2 separate regions of the Zea mays genome follow, and region 1 is linked to region 2. The links are chromatin contacts, called in public Hi-C maps. All regions are on one chromosome and are shown on one strand. Each heading gives the region's core, a stretch centred on a gene start, on an enhancer-like site or on the middle of the called end of the contact. The rest is flanking DNA. Distances are from core to core; before and after follow the strand shown. Region 1 holds the start of LOC103641061. Region 2 holds the start of LOC100275054.

Region 1 (5,240 bases), core at 2,729-5,228, 140 kb after region 2:
ATGAAGGATGCCAAGCCCATCAAGACACCCATGGGAACCAATGGGCATCTCGACCTCGACACGGGAGGTAAATCCGTAGATCAAAAGGTATACCGGTCGATGATAGGATCTTTACTCTATTTATGTGCATCTCGACCGGATATTATGCTTTCCGTATGCATGTGTGCAAGATTCCAAGCCGATCCTAAGGAAGTTCACCTTAGGGTCGTGAAACGAATCTTGAGATATTTAGTTCATACTCCTAAGTTTGGTCTTTGGTACCCCAAGGGATCCACTTTTGATTTAATAGGATATTCAGATGTTGATTGGGCAGGGTGTAAAATTGATAGAAAGAGCACATCAGGGACTTGTCAGTTCTTAGGAAGATCCCTGGTGTCTTGGGCTTCAAAGAAACAAAATTATGTAGCTCTTTCTACCGCCGAAGCCGAGTACATTGTCGCGGGCCATTGTTGCGCACAATTGCTTTGGATGAGGCAAACCCTTAGGGACTATGGTTACAAATTAACTAAAGTTCCTCTCCGATGTGATAATGAGAGTGCAATCCGCATGGCGGATAATCCCGTTAAGCACAACCGCACTAAGCACATAGTCATTCGGTATCACTTTTTAAGGGATCACCAACAAATGGGGATATCGAGATTGCATATGTTAGTACCAAAGAACAATTAGCCGATATCTTTACCAAGCCATTAGATGAGAAAACCTTTACCAAACTGAGGCATGAGCTAAACATTCTTGATTCGAGGAATTTTGATTGATATTTTGCACACATAGCTTATATACCTTTGATCATATCTTTTTCACTTCCTATGACTAATGTATTTTTCAAGTGTATTTTATGCTAAGTCATAGATTGAAAGGGAAATGGAGTCTTCGGCAAAGACAAGGCTTCCACTCCACTCCATCGAATTATTCATCCTTCACCGTAACTCCGCACCGCTCTCCAATTTGGTATAATCTTCACTCATATGTTGTTTGCCAAAGGAGGAGAGAAAGTAAAAAAGGGCTTATATTTCACTCACAAGTATCCGTTTTTGGCGATTCATGCCAAAGGGGGAGAAAGTATTAGTCCAAAGCAAAAGGACCGCACCACCACCAATTTCAAAAAATGTAGTCTTTTCAATTTGTATTAAAGAAGTTTTTCAATTGGTATCTTATTTTTTATATAATTTAAAATTGGTATGACCTCTTTCAAAATTAATATCTAAAACCCTCTTGAACGCTAAGAGGAGAATTTCATTGAGTGGGAGTTTTGTTTAGTCAAAGGAAAAGCATTTGAAACAGGGGGAGAAAATTTCAAATCTTGAAAATGATTCTCAAAATCTTATTCATATACCTTTGACTATTTGCAAAAGACTTTGAAAAAGAATTTCCAAAACATTTGCAAAAACAAAACAAGTGGTGCAAGCGTGGTCCAAAATGTTAAAATAAATAAAGCAATCCATGCATATCCTATGAATGTATAAATTGGTTTAATTCCAAGTAATCTTTGCACTTACCTTATGCAAACTAGTTCAATTCTGCACTTATATATTTGCTTTGGTTTGTGTTGGCATCAATCACCAAAAAGGGAGAGATTGAAAGGGAAATAGGGTTCAAACCTTTTCCTAAATGATTTTGGTGGTTGAATTGCCCAACACAAATAATTGGACTAACTAGTTTGCTCTAGATCATAAGTTCTACAGGTGCCAAAGGTTCACAATTAACCAATACAAAGCTCAAAGAAAGGGTTCAAAAAGAAAGGAGCAAAGCAACCGAAGGCTGCCCTGGTCTGGCGCACCGGACTGTCCGGTGTGCCACCGGACTGTGTCCGGTGCACCAGGGAGAATCACTTTGAACTGCTCAGCTTCGGGAATTCGGGGAGCCCCTCCGCTATAATTTATCGGATTGTCCGGTGTAGCACCGGACTATCCGGTGTGCCATGCGGAGTAACGGCTACAGCGCCAATGGTCGACTGCAAAAGTGTACAGTGAACAGTGCGGACTGCGCGCGCAGAGTCAGAGCAGGCGCCAGAAGGCGCACCGGACAGTGAACAGGACATGTCCGATGCACCACCGGACTGTCCGGTGGCCCCACATGTCAGAGCTCCAACGGTCGAACCCTAACGGTTGGGTGATGTGGCTGGCGCACCGGACAGTGTCCGGTGCGCCCTTCGACTGCAGCCTTCCCCAATGGCCACTTTGGTGGTTGGGGCTATAAATACCCCCAACCACCGACACTTCAAGGCATCCAAGTTTTCAGCCAACACATTCAATGCAAGAGCTAGTGCATTCAATACAAGACACAAATAGATTGAATCAAAATCTCTCCAAGTCCCAATTCCACTCAAAAGCATTAGTGACTAGAAGAGAGAGTTTTGTCGTGTTCTTTGAGCTCTTGCGCTTGGATCGCTTTTCTTCTTCCTCCATTCTTGTTCTCAACTCACTTGTAATCAAAGCAAGAGACACCAAGTTGTGGTGGTCCTTATAGTGGACTAAGTGTCCCGTTTGATTGAAGAGAAAAGCTCACTCGGTCTAAGTGACCGTTTGAGAGAGGGAAAGGGTTGAAAGAGACCCGGTCTTTGTGACCACCTCAACGGGGAGTAGGTTTGCAAGAACCGAACCTCAGTAAAAACAAATCATTGTGTCATCCGTTCTTATTCGCTTGTGATTTGTTTTCGCCCTCTCTTTCGGACTCGATTATATTTCTAACGCTAACCCCGGCTTGTAGTTGTGCTTAAATTTATAGATTTCAGATTTGCCTATTCACCCCCTTCTAGGCGACTTTCAATTGCGTGGGGTAAGTTTTCGAATCATCGCATTAAATGCGCATGTCTCCACGATTCCCGTGATCTTGGACTGATGCTGGGCTTGGGTTGTCCTCCTGTCTGAGACGGGCTCGGACGAGGCAGAAACCGCCATTCCATGAAGAGAGGATCTCGGGCGAGACGAGGATTTCTCCGAGTGCTGCCCTTGCTCGAGGACAGGCTCGGGTGAGGCGGAGTTTTGAACTACCGTCGAGCGAGGTCTTAGGCGAATCGTGATTCGTCCTTTCTTGACCTTGGAAATGTCTTATGATTTTTTCGATAGTTAGGTGTTAAACATGTTTAGAGGTATAATCTGAGTACCTCTAATTATAATACTTGATATATATATACATATATACATAAACATGTATTAAATATTGTATGAATCTATTAAAACGTTAAAACAGATGGATTAGACGGAAGGAGTACAAGATCTTGCTCTTCGTCGTCCGTTTGTCACTGACCGCCTATGCTGACCATACGTGATTATGACACGTGTGTTGTTTGCCGCTGACGTCCTGTTTTGTTTTTCAATATGCTGACCATACGTGATTGTGACACGTGTGCTACTACGTCGTGTTGAATTATGACACGGGTGCTACTACAAACGAGACATCGTGCTACCCTTAAAGCAATCGTAGGAGACGACTTATGCCAAGTGATGGTAAAGCAATAATGTATGACTTTCGATCCATATTCTATACATGATCTACACATAAATTAAAAATTACATAAACAGCGTAAATAGACAACCGTTTGTTATTTATATTATTTGTACGTGTTTTTAATACACATATAAAGAATAATTATCTATGGAATATATATACAACCTTAATTAATATAAGATTTTTTGACAAAACACCACAGATTTAATATAGGATTTCTTGACATGACTTTATTTAGAGGTTAATTATCAAAACAAAGTAGACAGTTTTTTTATAAAGAGTCCGTCTTTAAACGATTATTCATATATATTGTCTATTCATTACAATTATGATCTAGAGACCTAGACTTATATTATATGCTGTTTCTTGTACTTAGAAGAAAATCGATACCTTGTCTTACATGCCCTGCTAGGTAACCAATGCTATGTCACGTGCTGCTTGATTTCTTGTGCTTTGATTGATTAGGGAACGAAACAAACATATAGACGGCTATATGTATAGGCTGGTGGAGTAGGAGTGATATATAGTACTCCCTCTGTTTCTTTTTATTAGTCGCTAGATAGTACAAAATTGCACTATCCAGCGACTAATAAAAAGAAACGGAGGGAGTAATTAATTAGCACAAGCAACAGAAATAAACAAAACATGTCGCTGTCACCTGCTCCGATGCCTTTGATTGCAGTGGGTGGTGTGGATCATCAGAAGCGCATCCAAGGTCAGGTCAGGTGTGTGGGGGCATGGCATGGCAGGTATGGAGGAGTTGCTGACGCTGCTGTTCAACGCGCTGCTGCTGGTGTTCGTGGTGAAGCTCTTGCTGGCCTTGTTCCACACCAAGATCATCGTCATCCTCCTCTACATCCTCGTCCTCCTCTTCGCCATGCTCCTCTCCGGCAGATTCCCCGGTTGATATTATCTACTCATACTCCCCCATCTGAGTTGTTCTCGCTTGTAGCCCTGCCCTGTATCACGTCTACTATTAAAGTAACCTCCATTCACAAATACTATCATATACACAGATTGTCTTCGATTGATTGATCTGTTGGATTGGATTGGATCTGAAAGGAGCCGGAAATGGGGAAAAATGAGGAGTAAGAAGAGAAAAGGGAGCGCCGCCGCGAGGGAAAGGGCCAAGGAAAGGGAAGGCTCTTCTTTTGCCCTCCCAGCGAAACCAAGCCCCGTTCTGGAAGGGAGGCGGAGACCTTTCGTTGCACAGCACAGCACAGCCACCGTGTAACTGCCGGAACACGGATGGGGATCCGCCGTTGCATTCTCTCTTCTCCACACCATAAGCAGGACACCGATGCTATTTCCACTACACCATAAGCAGTGATGGTATCATAGTTTCTCATTCAGCCGCACCCCTTTCACTCTACTGGTTATCTTTTTTTCCTCCTATAAGCCGCGATGTTAATGTTGTGAGGTAATGAGAATCAGAATCAAACATGCAGCTATAAACGGTAAAAGGAGAGAAATCATAATCAAAGCATGGCCAATTCCCACTAGTCCTTAGGCATACATAATGCATAGCCATAAACTGAACTAGTTTTTTTTCCCTGGCATCCACAGCTTTATTTAGCAACAATTAAAATCTCTAAACTAAGATTTGCTTAAGAAAAGCAGCCATACTCAAAAAGCTTAACAAAAGACAGTATGCCATTATTTTTTCACATCTTCATGTACAAAAGCTTGTATCATCCATTAGTTAAGTTTACCATGTGTTTAGAATATAGGCTGCATTGCTGCAATATTAAGAGAGAGAGAGAGAAGGCGACGATGTACCTTAATGAGTT
Region 2 (5,014 bases), core at 1,817-4,316:
GGAGGGATTGTCGCCTCAACAAGGCAAGTCGTTATCCAACGAACTAATCAAAGGGGGATTTGGTGGTGGGATTGCGACTTGTTCGTCGTCCAACCCATCTCTCTCTCTAGAACCCTTGACGACAAGTTGGGAGTCCTTCCAACGCGGCGGCTCCTTTCGACCACCATTGACTACATCAGACATACATAGCTTCCTTGCGTCCGTCGATGGGGGTAAGTACTTGCACATCGTAAAGACCACCATTAATTGTCTTGGCCACTAAGCTTAAGACACCGGCCATCATCAGACCACCACCTTGTCCGTTCCGTTTCTTCCTTCTCTAGCTCACATCGACCAGGTGGATGGCGCAGCCGCCGCCGCCGCCGGAGATGGAGAGACCTGCTGCTTCCGGGGCGCTCATCTACGCCATGGTGGCGCGGGGCACGGTGGCGGTGGCGGAGCACACGTCCTACACGGGCAACTTCCGGGACATCGCCGCGCAGTGCCTGCACAAGCTGCCGGCGGGGAACAACCGGTTCACCTACACCTGCGACGCCCACACCTTCAACTTCCTCGTCAGCGACGGATACGGTACACTCCATCTCTGTGTTCTTGCAACCATAAATCTTTGAACAAACAAACAAACACACACACACAACAGAAAAGAACTAGTGATTTATGTTTTGGTCAACTCCACTCCACCACCTACCTGGGCTGGGGGAGACCAAACTAATTATTGCAGCATACTGCGTCGTTGCCACCGAGTCGGCTGGGCGGCAGATCCCTATGGCCTTCCTGGAGATGATAAAGGAGGAATTCAACAGGAGATATTCAGGTGGCGAAGCAGGAACGGCTACAGCCAACAGTCTCACCCGAGATTTCGGGTAACAGTTCGTCTGCATGCATGCAAAGAGGAGGAGGAGGAAGAAGAAGAAGATGCATTTTATTTCGGTTTTTCTTTTATTATTATTATTATTCCTCATTGCGGCAATGCGGCTGTGCATGCTTTGATCAACACTTACAGGCCCAGGCTTAGAGACCAGATGCAGTACTGCACGGATCACCCAGAGGAAGTGAGCAAGCTGTCCAGAGTGAAGGCCCAGGTGGATCAGGTGAAAAGCATCATGATGGAAAACATCGACAAGGTAACAACCAACCTTCGATAGTTACCTGTGCTTTCATTCATCAGTTATCCAATTCTGGGAGAGGGAGGGGATTCATTTGATGGAACAAATGTTTCAGGCCTTTGATCGCGGACAGCAGATCGACGGGCTTGTCACAAGGACGGAGCAGCTCCACGACGAGGTCTGTACGCGTTTTTTCTTCCAGTTCTCTCTGTTCGTATCGTTGACAGTACCGCCTATCCCTTGAGCAACTTGCCGGTGTCGTCAGTCAGACGCAACAATAGAGAAGAATTGAAACACCAACACCGGCCGGCTCTAATTGTGTTTGTGGTAGGCCGTTGATTTCAGGCGGCAAGGCGTGCAGCTGCGGCGCAGGATGTGGTACCAGAACATGAAGGTGAAGCTCATCGTCCTCGGCGTCGTGGTCGCGCTCATCCTTATCATAGTCCTCTCAATTTGCCATGGCGGATGCAGCAAGTGATTATTTTTTTTTTTAAAAAATGTGCTGGTGCTGGTCTTTTGCTCGCTACCTATAAACATATCTAATTTAGAGATTCTACTTTTTTACTATATATCATCAGAGTCACTTTCTTGCTCCCCTCTAACCTAGAGAACTTTTCTCGGCAAGATGTATTTACTTAAAAAAAAGATCATAGTAGAAACTACTAAAGACCGTGTTTTATTTGCACCTTCTCATTCCCCATACTCAGCTACAAATTTACAAAACAAAAGGGAAAAAATCCTTCACGGCTCAGTCGAGGTTGTTGAACGAAGGATCCAAATTGTAGTAGTTGTGCAGATATGTACGAAGATGATCTTGTACATGTTAGAATTAGAATCGTATTATTTCAATACCATGACTGGTTTTGGTATTTGAACCCAATTCAAATACATGCCCGCCAATATCAACATCCAAATGAAGCATCAGCCATAGAACATCTGCTGTATACGTATATAGTTTGCCGCCTTCGTAACTTGTTGCACTTTATTTTGAGAACGGACGTCCAATTACAAAAAACACAAGCTGTCTAATAAAGATGCATGATAAACAAACAGAGGGATGCTGCATTATGCGTGCGTGGACACGACTGACGACACAAGCTTTAGGATGGATGATGCATGCATGCATCGTACATATATAGAGTACTATATAGAAGCCAAGAAACATGTAACGTGCAAAGCAGGAAGCTAGTGCGTGAGAATAGGACCGGAGAATTTAGAAGCAGCGGACACGTGTGTGCAAGCAGTCATGCACGCTAAGCTTCACGTTCACGATCACGGGTGAAGGCAGCCACCGCCGCCACCGAGCCCACTGCCACCGCCAAGGCCACCGCTGCCGCCCAGACCCGATCCTGAGCCGCCACCAAGGCCGCCGCCACCGCCAAGGCCGCCGCCGCCGCCGAGACCACCAAGGCCGCCGAGACCTGACCCGCCACCAAGGCCTGATCCGCCTCCAGCACCACCAAGCGGTCCAAACCCTCCGAGTCCACCACCTACGACACCTCCGAGGCCGCCGACACCACCGCCAATGCCTCCCGCAACGCCTCCGATGCCCCCGAGGCCGGCGCCGGCGCCAGCGAACCCTCCGACGCCGCCGACGTAGCCCGGCAGGAAGGTCTTCTGGTCGGCGTTCACGCCGGACGCAGCAGCTCTCTGACCATGCTTCTGCTGGCTGTCGTTGCTGTTAGTAGTAGTGCCGCCTATGGCCGTCGTGGTGGTCGTCGTTGGCATGGCTCTGCTGGCCTCGGCGGGCGTCAGCGCCAGGATGACAACCAGGAGCACCAGGCTCAGGCTCAGGCTGCTGCTGCTGCAGCACGCCATGATTCCGGCGGTGTTGCGCCACCCGCTAGGCATACCGGATCAATAATAATGTGCCTTCTCCTTATCTCTCGGCTTTTCTTTTTCTTTTTTGGTGGCTAGGGCTCAGGTCTCTCTCTGCAGGTCGCAATGAAGATGGAGGTGCTGGTGCTGGTCAGCTGGTGTTATACATATTTATATAGATTAGACTAGACTACGATCCAGGCCAGGCATCCAGCGAGTTGGGCACTGGGCATGCATGCCGCCAGCCAGCTAGTCGATCTCGATCTAGCTAGCTAGTAGTGACGGACGGGAAGCGGTGATCCGAGTAAAGTACAGGTGAGTGAGAAGTAAATGCATGCATGCTCTGCTGTCTGCTCGACGATCTAGCTACCAGGAGAAGAAGAAGAAGGTGCATGTGGAGCGAGTCATGCATGTATGGCCGATCCAGCCAACCATGCTCTTCACGCATCTACCGTGAGGTGACACCTACACAGTGCAAGTTTTAATGGCGAACCCGACGATGCATGGAAGCCTGTGGAATGAAGAGATAGCTAGCTTGGCAGTGGCAGCTCGCCATTGAGCGGTGCGCTCTGCACCCGTGGCTGCCCGCCTGTGTCTCTGCATTGCCGATCGATGACGACGACGACGATTGAGAGAGCTTGTTTGGCAGACAGAGGAGAGGAATGGAAGGGCCTAAAATTCTCTTACTATTCAATTTCAAAATTTTAGCTTCTCTAATTTCATTCATTCATATTCCTCTTGCTCCGAAACATAACATGTCCTCAAAAGTTGCTTCACAGCTACGTTCCTTCTCCAACCCCCTCTCTCTTTCCTTTGCTTCTTCTTGGTGATCCTGCATCTTCTCAAGGGACCCCGATGCAAACAATGATCTCAATATCTTCTTCAGCATCGATCTCCCTCTCAGCCATCCCCCTTCCTCTAGCCTGCCTGCTTACCGTACCACCTCTAGACGAGTGGCAGGCATGCTCTCCTTGATGGTGATCGGAACAACCCTAACTAATTAGGGGTTTATCTAACTCCAAGAACACCTTCCCTGTCAATGAGTACCTTATTTGCCATCACAAATATTTTACTCTCTTCTATTCAATTCGAATACCATCACTAATTGCATAGAAAAGGTGAAAAATTACATATCCTAATTTCTTTTATACTAAAAACTATACTATAATAAAAACTATTTTTAACTATATATATTAATGTGGAACCGTCTCTGCTGCAGCATGGCACTGGAACAACTCACAATTCAACGAAAACATGCACGATGGCTGTCGTTTGGTAAGATTTGAGAACGAAACCAAGGGGCGGTGGCTGGGCTGTGCTGTCAAGAGGTGCCGCCGCCCCTCACGAGGTGGACTTGAAGGACGTCGGAGCCGGAGCCATGGGCATGGAGTGGTGGTGGCACGAACTCGCAGGCATCGGAGACGGTGAGCCCGTTGTCCTGCGCGAACTCGGCCCAGCCCGCGCACATCATGCCGCTCTTTGCCGACACCTTCACGCTCACCTGCCAACGCTTCCCGCTGTCACCGGCGGCGCAGAGCACGACTTGGCGCGACGACGACCAGCCCACGCGGTCGCAGAAGTCCTTGCTCAGGTCCTGCCGCCGCAAATGCATACACACGAATATATTACTGTATTGTTCATGAAATTAATATATATAAATGTCCTACACTACTAGCTAGACCACTAGAACAGCAGTTACGTACCAAGAACCGCAGCTGGTAAGCCCTCTCGATGCGGCGGCAGAGCGTCTCGTCGTTGTCATCGCCGCCGCAGACGGTGGTGGTCGTGCTGAGCGGCGACCGCCTCCTCCTCTTGACCGCCGCCGCCGCCTCTTGGCCGGAGCAGCCGGACTCCTTGTCGGCCGTGGCCTCTGTCCCTGTCGTCGTCGTCGTCGCCATGTGCTCGGCAACAACGACTCCTCCTCCATCTTGGTCGTCGTCACAGCAACACCCGGAGGCGTCGAACCGATCGACGGCGAAGTCCAGGCAGCCGCGGTGCTCGAAGACCAGCAGCTGCCCCGCGGAGAGGGCGTTGGCCGAGACGAAGCCGCGCCAGCCGCCGCCCGTGAAGGACACCCGGTGGTGGCCGGC

The links. Hi-C and Micro-C count contacts between places; a contact is called where the count stands out from the background.
Region 1: a Hi-C map of root tip shows a contact between it and region 2, with 8 times the contacts expected there. The contact joins the promoter of LOC103641061 here to the promoter of LOC100275054 in region 2. A contact is called at or near these places in 10 of 25 Hi-C or Micro-C datasets (bundle sheath, ear, endosperm and 5 more) and 1 of 3 datasets of contacts at active chromatin or transcription factors (leaf).

Annotation. Positions count from the first base shown.
Region 1 is chr1:184,896,380-184,901,619 of Zm-B73-REFERENCE-NAM-5.0, forward strand. LOC103641061 reads left to right here and starts at 3,979. Exons shown (of 2, transcript XM_008664460.4): 1 at 3,979-4,352; 2 at 4,467-5,240. The coding sequence starts at 4,193. The coding sequence ends at 4,684.
Region 2 is chr1:184,758,743-184,763,756 of Zm-B73-REFERENCE-NAM-5.0, forward strand. LOC100275054 reads right to left here and starts at 3,067. Exons shown (of 1, transcript NM_001365470.1): 1 at 2,142-3,067. The coding sequence starts at 2,957. The coding sequence ends at 2,379. It overlaps LOC103641024, which reads left to right. Exons shown (of 4, transcript NM_001363920.1): 4 at 1-79. It overlaps LOC103641011, which reads left to right and starts at 115. Exons shown (of 6, transcript XM_035964159.1): 1 at 115-212; 2 at 351-570; 3 at 722-863; 4 at 1,004-1,124; 5 at 1,222-1,284; 6 at 1,438-1,791. The coding sequence starts at 207. The coding sequence ends at 1,584.